2 separate regions of the Mus musculus genome follow, and region 2 is linked to region 1. A link is a contact called in public Hi-C data. All regions are on one chromosome and are shown on one strand. The core of a region is the stretch at or near the end of the contact, and the rest is flanking DNA. Distances in the headings are between cores, read along the strand shown.

What was found. A called contact is a pair of places that touch in the nucleus more often than the background predicts.
Region 2: a contact with region 1 is called in a Hi-C map of memory CD8 T cells, with 8 times the contacts expected there. The contact joins the promoter of Cd28 here to the promoter of Cflar in region 1. A contact is called at or near these places in 2 of 484 Hi-C or Micro-C datasets (CD8 T cells and memory CD8 T cells).

What each region holds. Positions count from the first base shown.
Region 1 is chr1:58,708,529-58,716,132 of GRCm38.p6, forward strand. Cflar (CASP8 and FADD-like apoptosis regulator) reads left to right here and starts at 4,758. Exons shown (of 10, transcript NM_207653.6): 1 at 4,758-5,131.
Region 2 is chr1:60,742,890-60,750,493 of GRCm38.p6, forward strand. It overlaps Cd28 (CD28 antigen), which reads left to right and starts at 3,499. Exons shown (of 4, transcript NM_007642.4): 1 at 3,499-3,639. The coding sequence starts at 3,585.

The DNA.
Region 1 (7,604 bases), core at 3,508-6,007:
TCGAACTTTGTTTCCTGGCCTTCATCAATGTCCTAGGGTAGTCCTTGAGCCAACCCTGGACTTGGAATTCAGTAAGAATGTTGCCTATTCAGTGACATTTAGAATTGCCTCTGGTATTGTAAGTGAGATACTGAAAGAAATCAGGCATTACTCTCTACTATACAGAGTTAGAAATCTCAGGGCAAGCTTAGCAGAGTAAGTTTAGGATTTTTATTATAGTTATGTATAGCAGACTGCATTACTTATTAGTAGAAAGTTTCCCCACACAATCACTTAGAATAAAAGCCAAGTCATTCTCATATACAGGAATGTACAATGGTTTAGGAAGTAGATCGGCCTGTGGTTTGAGTAGGAGCTAGAATATTGCATTATTCATGAGAAGGTTAGCTAGAGTGGAACTCCCTAATTAGAACTATGACTTGGGTGTGAAAGCCCTTGCCCCAGGAGTGTAAAGACCTCACACCTGGCTTCCAAGAATATAGCTGACCTTAGATAGAGCTGACTTTGTCTCAGTTGTTTTATTGCCCAGTACCTGCCAGTCTTTATGTTTGCATTCCTCTGTTTTGTGTTAGAGTCATTAAGCATCCAGTAAACTCATTGTACCTTAACAATAGTGACAATGATGTGTCACCTAACTTCCCTATTTTCTTCTGTATTAAAAGTCTGGTGCTCAATTTGAAAAATTACATTCAGATACATACTCTCTCTGGATTCATGTCTGTTTGTCATCCATGCCAACTCCTTGCTCACCTGTAACTACCGGAACCCGAGTTTTGCCTGTGGATCGAGTATCCAAGTGAGGTCCGTCTGCAGCACACATGCATCTGTGCACACGCAGAGACACGTTCTCTTAATTAATGCCACCATGTAACTAGTGCATACCTTTAACCCAGTACTTCCAGAGGCAATTGGACTCAAATAAAGAAATACAGTCAACCTTATACCAAGATATTTTATAAACAGTGTAACTCTAGTCTCATGAGAAGTTATATGGTCTCCATGGGTATCCAGGTCCATATGTCCACATATATAGACATACATTTACAGCCAAATAGAATATATATATATATATATATATATATAGAGAGAGAGAGAGAGAGAGAGAGAGAGAGCCAGATATGGTAATACATGATGCACATCAATAATCCCAGCACTTGGAGAGGCAGAGGTAGGAGGACCACTTTAAGTTCTGGGCCAACTAGGGCTACATAGTGAGTCTGTCTCAAAAAAAATGGTGTTGGAGGGTGGGGAGACATACAGCAATGGAAAATCAATAATATTCTAACAGTACACAACTAACTTTGTTTCTTCATTAAGAATAAGGGGACATGGTTACAGTTCTATGGAGCTTTCTAAGTCTGTGATCCTATGGTAGAACTAGAAGTGTATTTATAACAGGCTGGCATGCTTGACTCTCAGATTATCTATGAGGTGGTAAAATCTTGATGGGGTTCATAAAATGAATCTGGGGACAGTATGTCACTAGATATTTTGTGGGAAACTCTTTACAACATTATTTAAAAGTTATTTTTTTGTTTATGTTTTCAAGACATGTTTTCCCTGTGTAGCCCTGGCTGTCTTGGAATTTGCTCTTGTAGACCAAGCTGGCTTTGAACTCACAGAGATCTGTTTACTACTGCCTCCAAAGTGCTGGGATTAAAGGTGTGTGCCATCATGCCCTTCTAAAAGTACCCCCGGCCTTAAAAAAAAAAAGATTTATTTATTTATTTTATGTGTGAGTACACTGTTGCTGTTTTCAGACACACCAGAAGAGGGCATTGGATCCCATTACAGATGGTTGTGAGCCACCATGTGGTTGCTGGGAATTGAAATCAGGACCCCTGGAAGAGCAGTCAGTGATCTTAACCACTGAGCCATCTCTCCAGCCCCCTAAAAGTTCTTGCTACAACATTTTTGTCTTCTCAGCATGCTCTCCTATATAGAAAGGGCATATATACTGTTAAATTTTAGTTATCCAAGTATTATTTATAAGAACTCTGTAAGAGTGAGAAATAAAACTTGATACACAAGAAAAAATAATGTCATATACTAGTGAATGAATGAATTAAGAGTTTGAGCTGGGTCTGGTGAACACAGGCCTAGAATCCTAGAATCCTATTGAGAGGCTGAGGTTAAACGACATTTTTACCATGGGTTGTAAGACTAGAGGTTAGTAGAGAAATGCTCTGGGAAAGAGTAAGACATACCCGAGTATGGTTACAGGCTCTGCCGGGGACAGCTGTGTCCTATTATTTTATGGGATATATATTCTGTAGCTGAGTTACATGGTTTACACTTTTCCTTTATTATTTTGTGTGTTCCATATCTGCATTGACATGCGTACAGCATCGCACACACGGAGGCTACCTGTGTGGGTGTGGTTTTTTTTTTTTTTTTCTTTCTTTTTACTTTTACAAGTCATCAGTCTTTGGGAGCAGGGAAAAATATTTACTAGTTGTACCACCTGCTCCAGTCCTTAAGTAACAAGTTTTAAAGTGTAATTTAGATCGAGGCTTAAAGGCTAAAGGCTTAGTTTTAATTTTATTATGTTTATGTGTGTGGGCACACATGCCCTGGCACACGCGTGGTTATCAGGGGACAACTTGTAGAGCTGATTCTCTCCTTTGCTTCCTGTCCTCTTCCACCACAAGGCCTCCAAGAGAGTAACACAGAAAATGTGTTGATACTTTGTCTCCTTCCACTGGAGCGGCTCCACCGGATAAAAAAGGAAGCCTACATGTTCAGACTGGTAGAAATAAAGATATTTGTTATTTTATTTGTGTTTTTCTGTATTTAAAAGTGTATCTAGCCAAAGACTTTTTTTTGTCTTTATAAAGTCAAGTAAGGGTCTGGAGAGAATGCTTTTCGGCCTCTATGCTGACTGCTCGGAAGACCTTTGTCTTTGCTAAAAACCCGGCCCAGGATGCGAGCCAGGGCTCAGAGACGCTGCGCCTGCTGCCACGTCTGCTTTCGGTTTCTGGGCGTCTCCATTTTGCGGACCCTAAAGCACGCAGCGAAGTCTCTGAGACCTGAGCCTCTCAAGCGGCCACTTAGGGCCGGACAGGTACGTGACCTGCGCGGTGTAACTGGCGCGCTACTCGCGACGCTGCGCGAGCCTGGGACCCTAAGTCCCGGGCCGCTGTGCCGTGCGCGTTCTAGCCCGGCAAGGAGGTCGCTACGAGTCCGGCGCCGGCGCTGGCGCACAGGGGATGGCGGGCGGAGCCCGGGAGGGCGCGGAGGACTGTAGCTCCTTTACTGGCTTTGCTGGCTGGGTAAGAACCAGGGCTCAGGGCGACCACAGGTGGCAACAACTCCCAGTTCAAGGAGGCCTGGTGTGTTCAGGGGATGGGATCTTCAGGGAAGTGACCCTTAATGACCCTAAGGCACCCCGGAGCTGTAGTGACTGCATTGAGGACTGGAGGGAGCACCCATAAACCCCCAAGGGGGAGCATTCCTGTGTTCCTGTCGGAAAACTAAAGATTAACTTTGCTGGCCGAGCCACAATTAGTCAAGCACAAAACATCTAGAGAATTACTCATTTCCTGGAGTTGAACTGTCCAGTTTCCAGCTTTCCTTTCGAAAAGTTGGTTCTCTCTCTCTCTCTCTCTCTCTCTCTCTCTCTCTCTCTCTCTCTCCCTCCCTCTCTCTCTCTCTCTCTCTCTCTCTCTCTCTTTTGGTGGACAAGTTCGCTGGAAGTAAATTCAAGGAGTCTAATTAAATCCTCCGGGTTCAGGTAACCTTCGAAAAAAAATTTTTTAACAGTAAAAGGGGTGGGGCCAGAAGGGAGTGTCATATGTCAGGCCTTGACCAATAGGGATGATCTAAAATTTAAAACCTAAGAAGAGATTTTAGATAAAAGGTCGACCTCCTAGTTTACAAAAGGTTCTGAACAAAGCAGAAAGCTCAGCTCTCTGGTATCACAAACAAGCTTGGTTTGTAAGCAAATTATTTTTTTATTTTATTTTTTGGTATTCTGAGACAGGACTCTATTCTCTATACAGCCCTGGCTCTCCTTAAACTCACTGTGTAGCCCAGGCTGCCCTAGACTGTGCAGAGATCCACCTGTGTCTGCCTCCTGATTGGATTACTAGGATTAGAGAGTATGTCGCTATTAGTCACTGTTCCTGGGAGTCCACCAGAGATAACCACGTAGCCAAAGTTCATAGCCTATTGAAAGTCTTTATTCCAACCAGCTGGGATGACACTTAGGTACTGTGTGTATTCAGTGACCAATGTCCAGAGCACAGGGTTTCTGAAGGCAGAGACCTCACTTGGCAGCTGGAGCGGGGGGGGGGAGTGGGGGGGGGGTGGGGGGTGGGGGGCGGGGTGGGGCGCGGAGGTGGAGGCTTTGGGTAAGCAAGCGATTTGACCGCTAAAATCTTCTCTCAGCAGCCGACCCCACCCCCGCCCGCCCCCAAAGCTGGGCGTACACCACCACACTCAGCTTCAATGGATTTTTCCAGAAGTTTTATGTTGTACATTGTTTTTGATGACATTTAATTCTTTAGCAAGTCACCACTTGCTAACCTAGTTTCCCAAGCTGCGAGAAACCCGGGTGGGGGGTGGGTGGGTGGGAAGTGGGGTGTTTCCTTCCTTCAGAGAAGTAGCATGGGGGGCGGGATTTGGGGTATGTGCGGTCTTTGGGGTTTTCTTTCTTTTTTTTTTTTTTTTTTTTTTTTTTGAGCCTTGACTGGTCAGTTTCGCCCCTAGAGGCGGAAGTTGGCTTCCTCTCTGGCTTCCTGTAACTTTCCTCCGCCCTCTTGTTAGGATTGTGGAATTCAGCAATGGCCTCGATTCAGTTTTGGTGAAATGGCGGCCATTCTCATCTTCTCGGAGCCCTTCTCTTTGCTCACACTCGCGATTCTGCCCCCGCAAGAGTACTCTGGGGACGTCCTTATCGCTGGGAGAGAGCGGTCGCATCTCATTCCTGAACCTGTTGGGCTCGCTGGGCGCGTCACCTGGCTAGCAGCTTGGGCCAGCTCCGCAGGCTAACTTTCCTGGACGCCTACTGAAGAGTCTGCTCCTCTCTGTGTTCTTTCCAGTGTCTCGTTCGATCCAGTTTTCTGGTGGTCTCCAGCGAAGACAGGCGACAAAGCCGTTGTTGAGTGGGATGGGCCGGCGACCGCCCGGTGTGAGTAATCCCAGAACCCCTCCTATTCTTGCAGTTCCCAAAGGGACTTGGGAAGTTGGAGAGCTGACTCCTGATTAATGTAGGAAAGTGTTCGTTTCCTATCTTCCACTCTTGGTTCCTTCTGTGCTTTTTGGGGATCCACTCACAGCACCTCCAGACTTGTGGCACATTCAAATCCAAGTCTTTCTTGAAGAGAGCCAAAGACTTATTAAATTAAACTTGTTACTGGACTCAAATGCCTCCTTGTTAATTTAGTGTGTGACTCTGGATGGCGTGAAATTTCGAACAAGGTACTTGGGTGTTTTTTGTTTGTTTCTATAATCCCAGCGTAGAGGCTGCCTGGACAAAGCTCAAGGACAGCTTATCCTGGCAAGAAGCCTGCTGGCCAAGAGTGAGGCAGTGAGGGTTTGGCCCAGGGCCTTCCTATACTCAAAGCATTATTTCTCTTAAATCTCAGAAACAAGAAGCACTACCTGTGTTATGACGCCCTAGCTGACCTTCACCTCTGGGAAGACTTGACACCCCACCTGGGGCAGCTGTCTTGCTCCTTACTAAGGATTTTACTTCTTATTTTGCATTGCATTTTAATATCCAAAACCTTTCAGGCAAGTTATAATATAAATAAAATATACCTGCAAAGTAAATACAGACACTGCCCCCACCTCCCACGAGTCCATTCCCTAGCGACAGCCAGAGGTGGCTGGTTCTAGTCACATACATTGGTGTACTCAAATACAGTCTTTTGGTTGCCTTTAAAAAAATTGGGAATCTTCCCTTGGCCCCAGCCATCCAGCTCCTTTTCGTATTCTTTCTCCAAACAGTCTTTCAGAACAGATGTTTGTGGTGTTGTTTTTCTGTTTCCATCCTAGTTTCCCCTCCTTCCCCATCTTGTGCAGTGGCCACTTGGATTTGTTTCATTGGCTCTTTTTTTTTCTTTCTTTCTCCTCCCTCTTCAATTCTTAGCTTTGGGGAACAATTTCTTCCTTTGTGTCACTATTGAAAGAAAAAGACTGTGTGTGTGTGTGTGTCTGTCTGTCTGTGTGCCCTTGTCTTTCTAGGTAAAATTGAACTCTTTCTGCTCTTTGTACCTTATTCTATATTTATGCTCATTCGATGATCTGTACTCATAGCCACTTTTTCTTTGTCCATTTAATGCCAGAAAACAACAACAACAACAACAACAACAAAGACAACAACAACAAATCTTAGCTTCATTATTTTCCTCTTTCTGGGGTTTCTTTGGTTGAACACATTGAAAGAATTAAGTTCTGCCAACTCGGTATCAGATTTACCACTTATTCGAGACTGTGTTCTGCATTGAACTCTTCAGTTGAAGAAGACTGTGGTATCTTCTGATTTTTTTGTTTGTTTTTTGTTTTTTTTTCGAGACAGGGTTTCTCTGTGTAGGCCTGGCTGTCCTGGAACTCACTCTGTAGACCAGGCTGGCCTCAAACTCAGAAATCCGCCTGCCTCTGCCTCCCAAGTGCTGGGACTAAAGGCGTGCGCCACCACACCCGGCTGTATCTTCTGATTTTGAAGACAGCACTTCACTATAGCCCAGGCTGGTTTGCAACTCACCACGCAGCACAGATTGGCCTTGAATTCTCCAAATCCTCCTCAGCTTCCCAAGCGCGAAGATTACTGACATGAGCTCCTGCACCCAGGTCTTTCACAGTTTTTGATCTACATTTAATACCTCAGTTTTTATTTACTTATTTGTTTATTTGATGTATGTGAATAAAATGTAGCTGTCTTCAGACACACCAGAAGAGGGCATTAGATCCCATTACAGATGGTTGTGAGCCACCATGTGGTTGCTGGGAATTGAACTCAGGACCTCTAGAAGAAGAGCAGTCAGTGCTCTTAACCGATGAGCCATCTCTCCAGCCCACCTCAGTTTTTCAGTGTGATTGAAAACTCCACTTGCTTTAACTACTTTCAAGGTTTAGTGTGCTTTGAAGTAAGTGACTTCCTTCAAAGATCTTGTTTTACAAGTGGGAACCAGAGCTTCATGGACCTGTGAAATGTTCCATGTTTAAAAGTCCCCCTTTGCCTTATATTTCTGTGATCTTTTAAAAAATACTTTTTTTCTCTTGTAGCTTTAGTTTTTGGTTTTGTTTGAGACTGAGTCTCCTGGAGCCTGGGCCAACCTTGAACTCCTGGTCCTCTCTGTTACCTTAGTTATGGGTACACACTGCCATGCTTGACTGAAAAGCATTTTTTAAAAGTTAGATCTTTGTTTAAAAGGTAGGCACTTTACAGATATCTTGCTCAAACACCTCTAGGTGTTACGGAGGGGGTCCATCAAAGTCCCTGATGGAAATGAAAGTGTATGCATTTCTCTGCTGACTGACACTCCTACCCCCTTTTAATTAGGAAACACAAAAGTAGTAACAAGTTACATACAGAACCATGGCTGAGTGACTACTGAAACCTGAACAAAAGTTTTATGCTTGACTTATGCCCTGCTTAA
Region 2 (7,604 bases), core at 2,249-4,748, 2.0 Mb after region 1:
GAAGAAAAAGAAAAGAAGAAGAAAAGAAGAAAAGAAGAAGAAGAAGAAGAAAAGAAGAAAAGAAGAAAAGAAGAAGGAGGAGGAGGAGGAGGAGGAGGAGGAGGAGGAGGAAGAATAATTAGATATCTTGACTGCAAATATCAAACTTGCCCCAAGGAACTCAATGCCCCTAATCAGCAGAAAGTAGTCTAATGATAATGTCAGCCCCTTTCACCTCTATCCTTTTTTCTCTCCTATCTAGTGTTAATGAGTTGAAAGAGTAGGAAAGGCATGAAGGGTAAAAACCTTCTCCATGAAGAAAAAAAAAAAACCCATAAAGTAGTCAAATGTCCAGCTACACTCCCTCACCACCTCCCTTTTCTCCTGGATCTCCCCCTACCTCCACCCCTCAGAAAAGAGCAGGCCTTCCAGGGACATCAACCAAATATGCTGTAACAAGCTACAATTTACATGCCGTCACATTAAGGCTGGACAGGGAACAACAACAACAACAAAAAGCAGGAACAAAAAGGTTCCAAAAGCAAGCAAAAGAGTCAGAAGTATCCCTGGATCCCACTGTTTGTAATCCCATAAGAACATCAAGCTACATAACCATAACAGATATGCTGAGGACCTAGGTCACCCATACAGGATCCCTGATCTCTGTGAGTCCACTTGAGTCCCAGTCAGTTGCTAATGTGGGCTGTGTTCTTGTGCCCCTGACCCCTGTGGTTCCTCCAATCCTTCTTACCCCTCTTCCTCTGCAGAACTCCCTGAGCTCCTGCTAATGTTTGGCTGTGGGACTCTGTATCCTCTCCCATCAGTTATTGGATGAAGTCTCTCTGGTCTCTTCGATGATGATTATGCTAGGCTCCAGTGCCAGCATGTCACGCAGGCATGACATGGTAGGTTGGAGGTTAGATGGTTGGGTTGATGTCCCAGTCTTTCCACTTGAGGCCCTGCCTCGTTGCAGAGGATGGCTGCAGCTTCTGTGTCTCCCATTACTAAGAGTCTTCACTAGGGTCACCCTTGTAGATCCCATGGAGTTTCCATTTCACTAGGTTTCTAACTCATTCCCCAAATGCCCCTCCCCGATCCTAGTCGTCTCTCCCAGTATTTTCTCATTCCATCCGCCCTCCACCATCCAACCCCTCCTGTTTTCATCCTCACCTAGGAAATATATTCTACTTCCACTTTCCAGGAATATTCTGTGTTGTTCCTTCTTTCCATTAAGCATTCCTTGTTACTTATGGTCTGTGGATTGTAGCATGATTATCTTTTACTTTACAGTTAATATCCACTTATAACTGAGTACATACCATGCAACATGGTTTTTTAGCATTTAAACATTCTTTCTGGTTGTGGGTTACCTCACACAGGATGATTTTTTTCTAGTTCCTCTCATTTGCCTTCAAATTTCGTGATGTCATCTTTTTAACAGATGAGTATGGTAGATTGGAGTGTCCTTTAGTTATATATGTTCAGGAGTGGTAAGGCTGAGTCTTGAGGTAGATAGATTCCCACTTTTCTGAGAAACTGCTATATTGATTTCCAAAGTGGTTATACATGTTTGCACTCCCACCAGCAATGAAAGAGTGTTTCCCTTGTTAAGCATCCTGGCCTGCATGAGCTGTCACTTGTGGTTTTGATCTTAGCCATTCTGACTGGCATAGCACAGAATCTCAAAAGTTGTTTTGATTTGCATTTCCTGGATGGCTAAGGACACTGACCATTTCTAAGTGTTTCTCACCCATTTGAAATTCCTCTGTTGAGAATTCTCTGCTTAGACCTGTATCCCATTTTAAAGTTAAATTATTTAGTTTGCTGATGTCTAGTTTCTTGAGTTCTTTAAATATTTTGGATGTTAGCCCTCTGTCAGATGTGAATTTTGTGAAAATCTTTTTCTATTCTGTATACTGCCATTGAGAGAGAAGTCAGCTACACAAAGACAAGTATCACATAATTTCATCCAATTGAAGATAAAAAAACAAACAAACAAACCAAAACAAAACAAAAAAACATTCATTGCCTAGAATCAGAGAGTAGAATCGGGTATTATGGTCCACATCTATAATACTAGCATTTAAGAGGTTGTGTCAAGAGGATTACAAGTTTGAGGCCAGCCTGATCTACAGAGCGAGTTCCAGGACAGCCAGGACTACACAAAGAAACCCTGTCTCGAAAAATAAAATATGTATATATGCCTATAAAACATCATATGGTATTTGACTGATACGTTTAATATTTAAGTTTTATATACCAGCTAAAATGTAATAAAAATATTTATATCATATATGGATGCCTTAGAAATTAACAATTGATAACATATCTATTGAAAACTATAAACAAAACAACATGGAAAGTAATGGCTCAAATATTAAGTATTTTTATAATTCGGTAAGAATATAGGTAAACCTTGACTTTATGCTTATATTTTTTTCTAAATTTTTTTACGTATGCAATATAGCTCACTTTTGTATTCAGAATAAAAAATATAAATCATTCTTTTAAATATACACAAAATCACAAATGAGGCTGGTTTCACAAAGCTCAGATTATCAGAAAAGAAAGAAAAAAAATCACCAAGAAAGTTTTGAGAAAGCTAATGTGTATGAGATACATATAACCACAAACTCCGATGATTATAGCTTCTATAAGAGTCAGACTATCAGGGAAGCTGTTGAGTACAGATGCTGACCAGGGGGATCCAGGATGGCTCTAGAAGAGGAATGTGGAGCTGGCCATGCTGGTGGGCTAGCCCTGTCTACAGAAGGCCCAGGAGTTGGGGAGAGGTGTGGAGAGCTGGTTACAAAGGCCCCGGGTGTCTCTGTGGTGAATCTTCCAATGGTCTGCTGTTTGAAATGTTTCTTTGAGGGACATAGGGAACATGAGGTAGCAAGGGTGTTTCGTTTACCTCCTGTTTCCCTAAGAAAATATGGTGTTTTTATGACTTCCTCTTTGCTCTGGAAATTTCTGCAGCTGCTCAGATGCCTGGGTGCTTGCCAAGTGTGTACTTGGAAGCGGTTTTCAAAATTGGTAGAAGTGAGTTATACATACACTCCATAGGATCGCCTTAAGATTATTTCAAACTTCAATCTCATAACGTTTATGCAGAATTTAAACACGTGCATAGAAATCTCTCAGCTTCCCACACAGCCTTGTATTTTGGATTCGTCTGTAAGAGTTTGTCTTCTGAGAGAGGTTTTTCTCTCTTCTTTAGAATGCCTTGTTTGTCTGCTTTTGTTGTTGCTGGGCCCTAAGCGCCCACATTTCACAGCTCCGATGCTCATCAGCATGACTCTCCTGAGCACATTATCTGGTGGTGGCTGACACTCTCTTCAGTACCCCCCCCCCCCGCCTCCCAAAAAAGAAAAAAGAAAAAAAGGACTGGTTGCTAAAAGAAGTAAAAGTCAAGTCATCAAAAACAATGTAATATCCTGTGTGAAAGTCACGAAGCCTTGTGGTTTGAGTCCCTTGATCATGTGCCCTGTAAAGTGGCCCTGGATGGCAGAGAGTCATAGACCTTGGCAGATGTGACTTCAGTTCACACCACACTCTGCCTTGCTCACAGAGGAGGGGCTGCAGCCCTGGCCCTCATCAGAACAATGACACTCAGGCTGCTGTTCTTGGCTCTCAACTTCTTCTCAGTTCAAGTAACAGGTAAGCAATTTTGATACCATTTTTCCCCCTGTTTTCATTTGTGTTCTCATGACCAGCATGGTTTATTTTAAAACTGTAGTGACCTGTGAAACTTGAATGCATTTAGAGTTTTGTGCTAATTTGACAAGCTACTATTTAGAAACTAGCTAATTCTCATAATACAGCAAATAGAACTTTAACACAAGTTCTTTGGGAAGAAGTAACATTTTATTTAACAACTAGTCCCAAGAACTTTTATATTCAGAATTTTATTTATTGTTTTGTTTTGAGATAGGGTTTCTCTGTATAGCCCTGGCTGTCCTGGAACTCACTTTGTAGACCAGGCTGTCCTCGAATTCAGAGATTTAACTGCCTCTGCCTCCTGAGTACAAGGATTAAAGGCATGTGACACCACCGCCCAGTCAGGATTCTACTTTTTACATCCTATAAAACTGTGATAAGTAAGAGAGTAGGTAAATTCTAGAGGTCTTGGATTAGATTGCCTGGGCTCATATCTCAATTCTCCCTAGTGGCGTTTGGAGCAGGATTTACTACCTAAATCTCTGTAAAACGGGACCCTAAATGAGCATCACCTCAATTTCATTGTGAGATAAAATGAAATAGACATTGTGGAGGTCTTAGTTCAGGCTTGAGCAGTAAACATGGTGTTCATGTAAGTAGTATGTCTACCTGAATTCAGCGAGTGCCAAGAAGAATCCTGAAGTAAGCACAAAAGCTGGTATAGACACCAGTAAGTTTCCTTTTACTGTTGGTTGAAATATGTTTATTTAGGTTAAAATCCTTCAAGTTCCCAATAGCAATGGCAAGGAGGCTATATATTTATCAATTAGAAAGTTCTTACCCTAAACAACCTTTGGTTCTCATGAGTAAGAGCTATTTATTGTCATAAACTCCATTCCAAATGAAGAGACCATTGGAAGGAGGCCATCTATTGAAGAGAATGTTCAATAATTTCTCCAGAGGATGCAGGTCTCCAGTATTTGGCAACACATATTTACAGCTAAAGAATCTTTAAAATTTATGTTTAAAGGTTTCTGTATATCATGTTTAAGGGATCTTAACTTTCTTTTAAAGGAATACTTAAGACACCTTAATTTACTAGATAGTAAAGCCTTACCCTTGTTGAAAGTCATGCAACATTAGTGATTTTACACAGAATGCTTTTCTGATGCCCTCTGTGGACAGCCATTTGTTATAAACTCATGTATTTTCTTTGGAAACTTTTTGGGTTGGACTCAAAGCTTTGTATGTTTCACTGTTTAGAATCTTTACAGGGGTTAGCTAAAAGAGAAGTTGGCAAGTTCACATGTGTGCAGGTCGTTAGTTTTATTTACCTTAAGATAGGTTTTGCTTCATAGATACCAATACATTTTCCTACTACGTCTTAGGATTTGATGCCAAGCAGCCATTGAAAAAGTAGGATGGGGTAGAGGTAGGAAGCTGAAGAGAAAGAAGTTAAAAGGAAAGGAAGATAATTGCAAATGCAAAGATGTGTGACCCATGGAAAAGGATGTGAAGCCTTTTGTATGCTTTTCATTTCTCTCTTCATGTCCACCATCTCACACAAGGAAACTCCCTGGTCAAATGTTACTGTCTTGGGCTGGGGATGTAGTACAGTTGGCATAGCACTTATCTATCGTACATGAAACCCTGGGTTTGATCACAGCACAGCATAAAACAGGCATGGTAGCACATTCCTATAATCCAGTAGAGGCAGGAGAATCAGAATGATCAAAGTTATCCTTGGCTACATAACAAGTATGAGGCTAACCTGGGCTACATGAGACATGTAACTGCATTAAAATGTGCCTGTGTGTTAGGGGCAGGTCTTTAGATTCATTAATTGAATAATTTTGACTCATTGGTTCACAGCATGCATTAATGCACTTACTTGATGATGCTTAAGTGCAACCTGATTCTCATGGCTTGAGTGATACAGCAGAAAGATCATTATGGCTCAATTAAAGAAGTCTGATACAGGAAGGGTTAGGAAGCTGTACCTTAGATGCTTCTTCTGCTAAAGTTACATGTTTTGTATGCATGTTGGATAATAGTGCTCCTGAGATCTTAAAAGACCGGATTCTGTTGGGTTTTGGAGTGTAAGTCCAGCTCATAGCTGCAGGTTCCTGAGAGAATAATCATTTGTGGTTGATAGTGGGGGTGGGTAGATAACATGCATCATTGGTTATCTATCTATCTATCTATCTATCTATCTATCTATCTATCTATCTATCTATCTATCTATCTATCTATCCTAGCCTTTTGTTAGTTTTTCAGCAAACTGACCATGTAGTCTAGAGACTAAACTCAGGAAATACCTGTTTACTTTTCCGTGAGAGCACTTCTTTTCATTTCTCCCCAAATCGTAGTGGATAGAGCATGCCCAAGTGGCCAGGTTGAACATGAATGACTTCTCCACTGATTCTGCATTCCCCTCAGAACTCCTTTTCCATAGTGAGGCATGGAAAAATGATTGGCATTTAATAAAAAGTCATATCTACAAAGTAGAGTAATTAAAAACTGTATTCTTGCCCGATCTTTGGCAAATGACTTCCTCTGTGGTAGATGCACAGAAAAATAATTGGCTTCTCACAGTTAAGTGTCGCTCTGAGGCTGGGCTTGCAAAGTAAGATAAGAAAAGATGAGTGCGGAGGAATGTGATGTAATCTGCAGGCTGCTGCCTTTGCACTGATTCTGATGCATCGTGGCCAGCTCTTCTGATTGTTAAAAACTGACCAGGCATTCTGGCATTTGAAGTACATCTGATAGCTACTTCCAAAATACAGGATTTGCTAAGAATTTGGTTCACTACCATGCTCTTAATTAATACACTATCTTTTTAGTGTCCCCTCCCCCAACTACCCTCTTTTAAAGGCAACCCATCTAGCAGAGACTTTAATAGCAAGGAGTTTTAAAATTAATATTGATTTATCAATTCCAAGAAGCAGAATGAGTCATCGCCACAGGCAGATCAGAAGAAACGAATCTGTGAGAGTTGCTGTGAAGAGCAGGCATGCAAACTTTTGCGGTGGGGGAAGGGCTCTCATTGCCTCCCTTCCTTAGATATGGACTCTTCTATCTAATGACCCCCTTTTCTATTTTCACGAGTGAAGAAATTCCCTGTAATTACCATGACTGTTGTGTGTCGATATCTTCCTTCAAGTACTTCTTAGTTGGCAGTGTGCTGACCTTGACCAAGTGAAAAAAATTATGCCACTAAGATTCCAGAAGCAAATTTCATTTGTGGTTTATCATCTAAAGCATTGTTCTTTTTGTTCACCTTCACAGGCATTGGTGGGGACAACAGGGTTCACTTGTCGTGACTAGAAGACAAGGAACTCCCAGAAAGCACCATTACCTCATAGCAGGCGGGTTGACAGGGATAAATCCTTTTCTCCTCTCCTCTCAGCTAAATTATAGTTTGCTTTTTTCCTTAAGAAATTTATTCACAGATGTTTGAATTTTTCTGTTGAGAGTTTAGTCAAACTCGAAGAGAAATGACCTGGGTGTTTTTGTGACTCACTGGAGGGGTGTCCAGCTCTCTAAGTCAGGTGAGGCTTTCTTTGGACTCTCTGGGTAGTGATGTGGTTATAGCTCGACCACCACCCACCCACACACCCAATCAACTAGTTAACCAACCAAGGAAGAGGACCAAAACAACAAATGCTCAACATACCCAGAGCTTTTATCAGGAGACTTGGTGAGTGGCAATTAGTCCCTGAAGCTGGGGGAGCAGGCTGGGGTGGGGAGCATTAAGGCCTGAGGGGTGAGGGGAAAGCATTCACAAGGTAGGTTTTCTTGTTTCTTTTTTTGCTTGTGACTCTCAGTTTGACAGCCTTAAGCTGTAGAAGAGAGGTTTGCTGGGTGGGATCAAGAAGTCCTCAGTTTCTTGGCAGAGACTCAGAAAGGGAGTGTTTTCTCTGCCTTTAGTGATTTATTGCTAATGTAACTGGTCCCATGTTTTT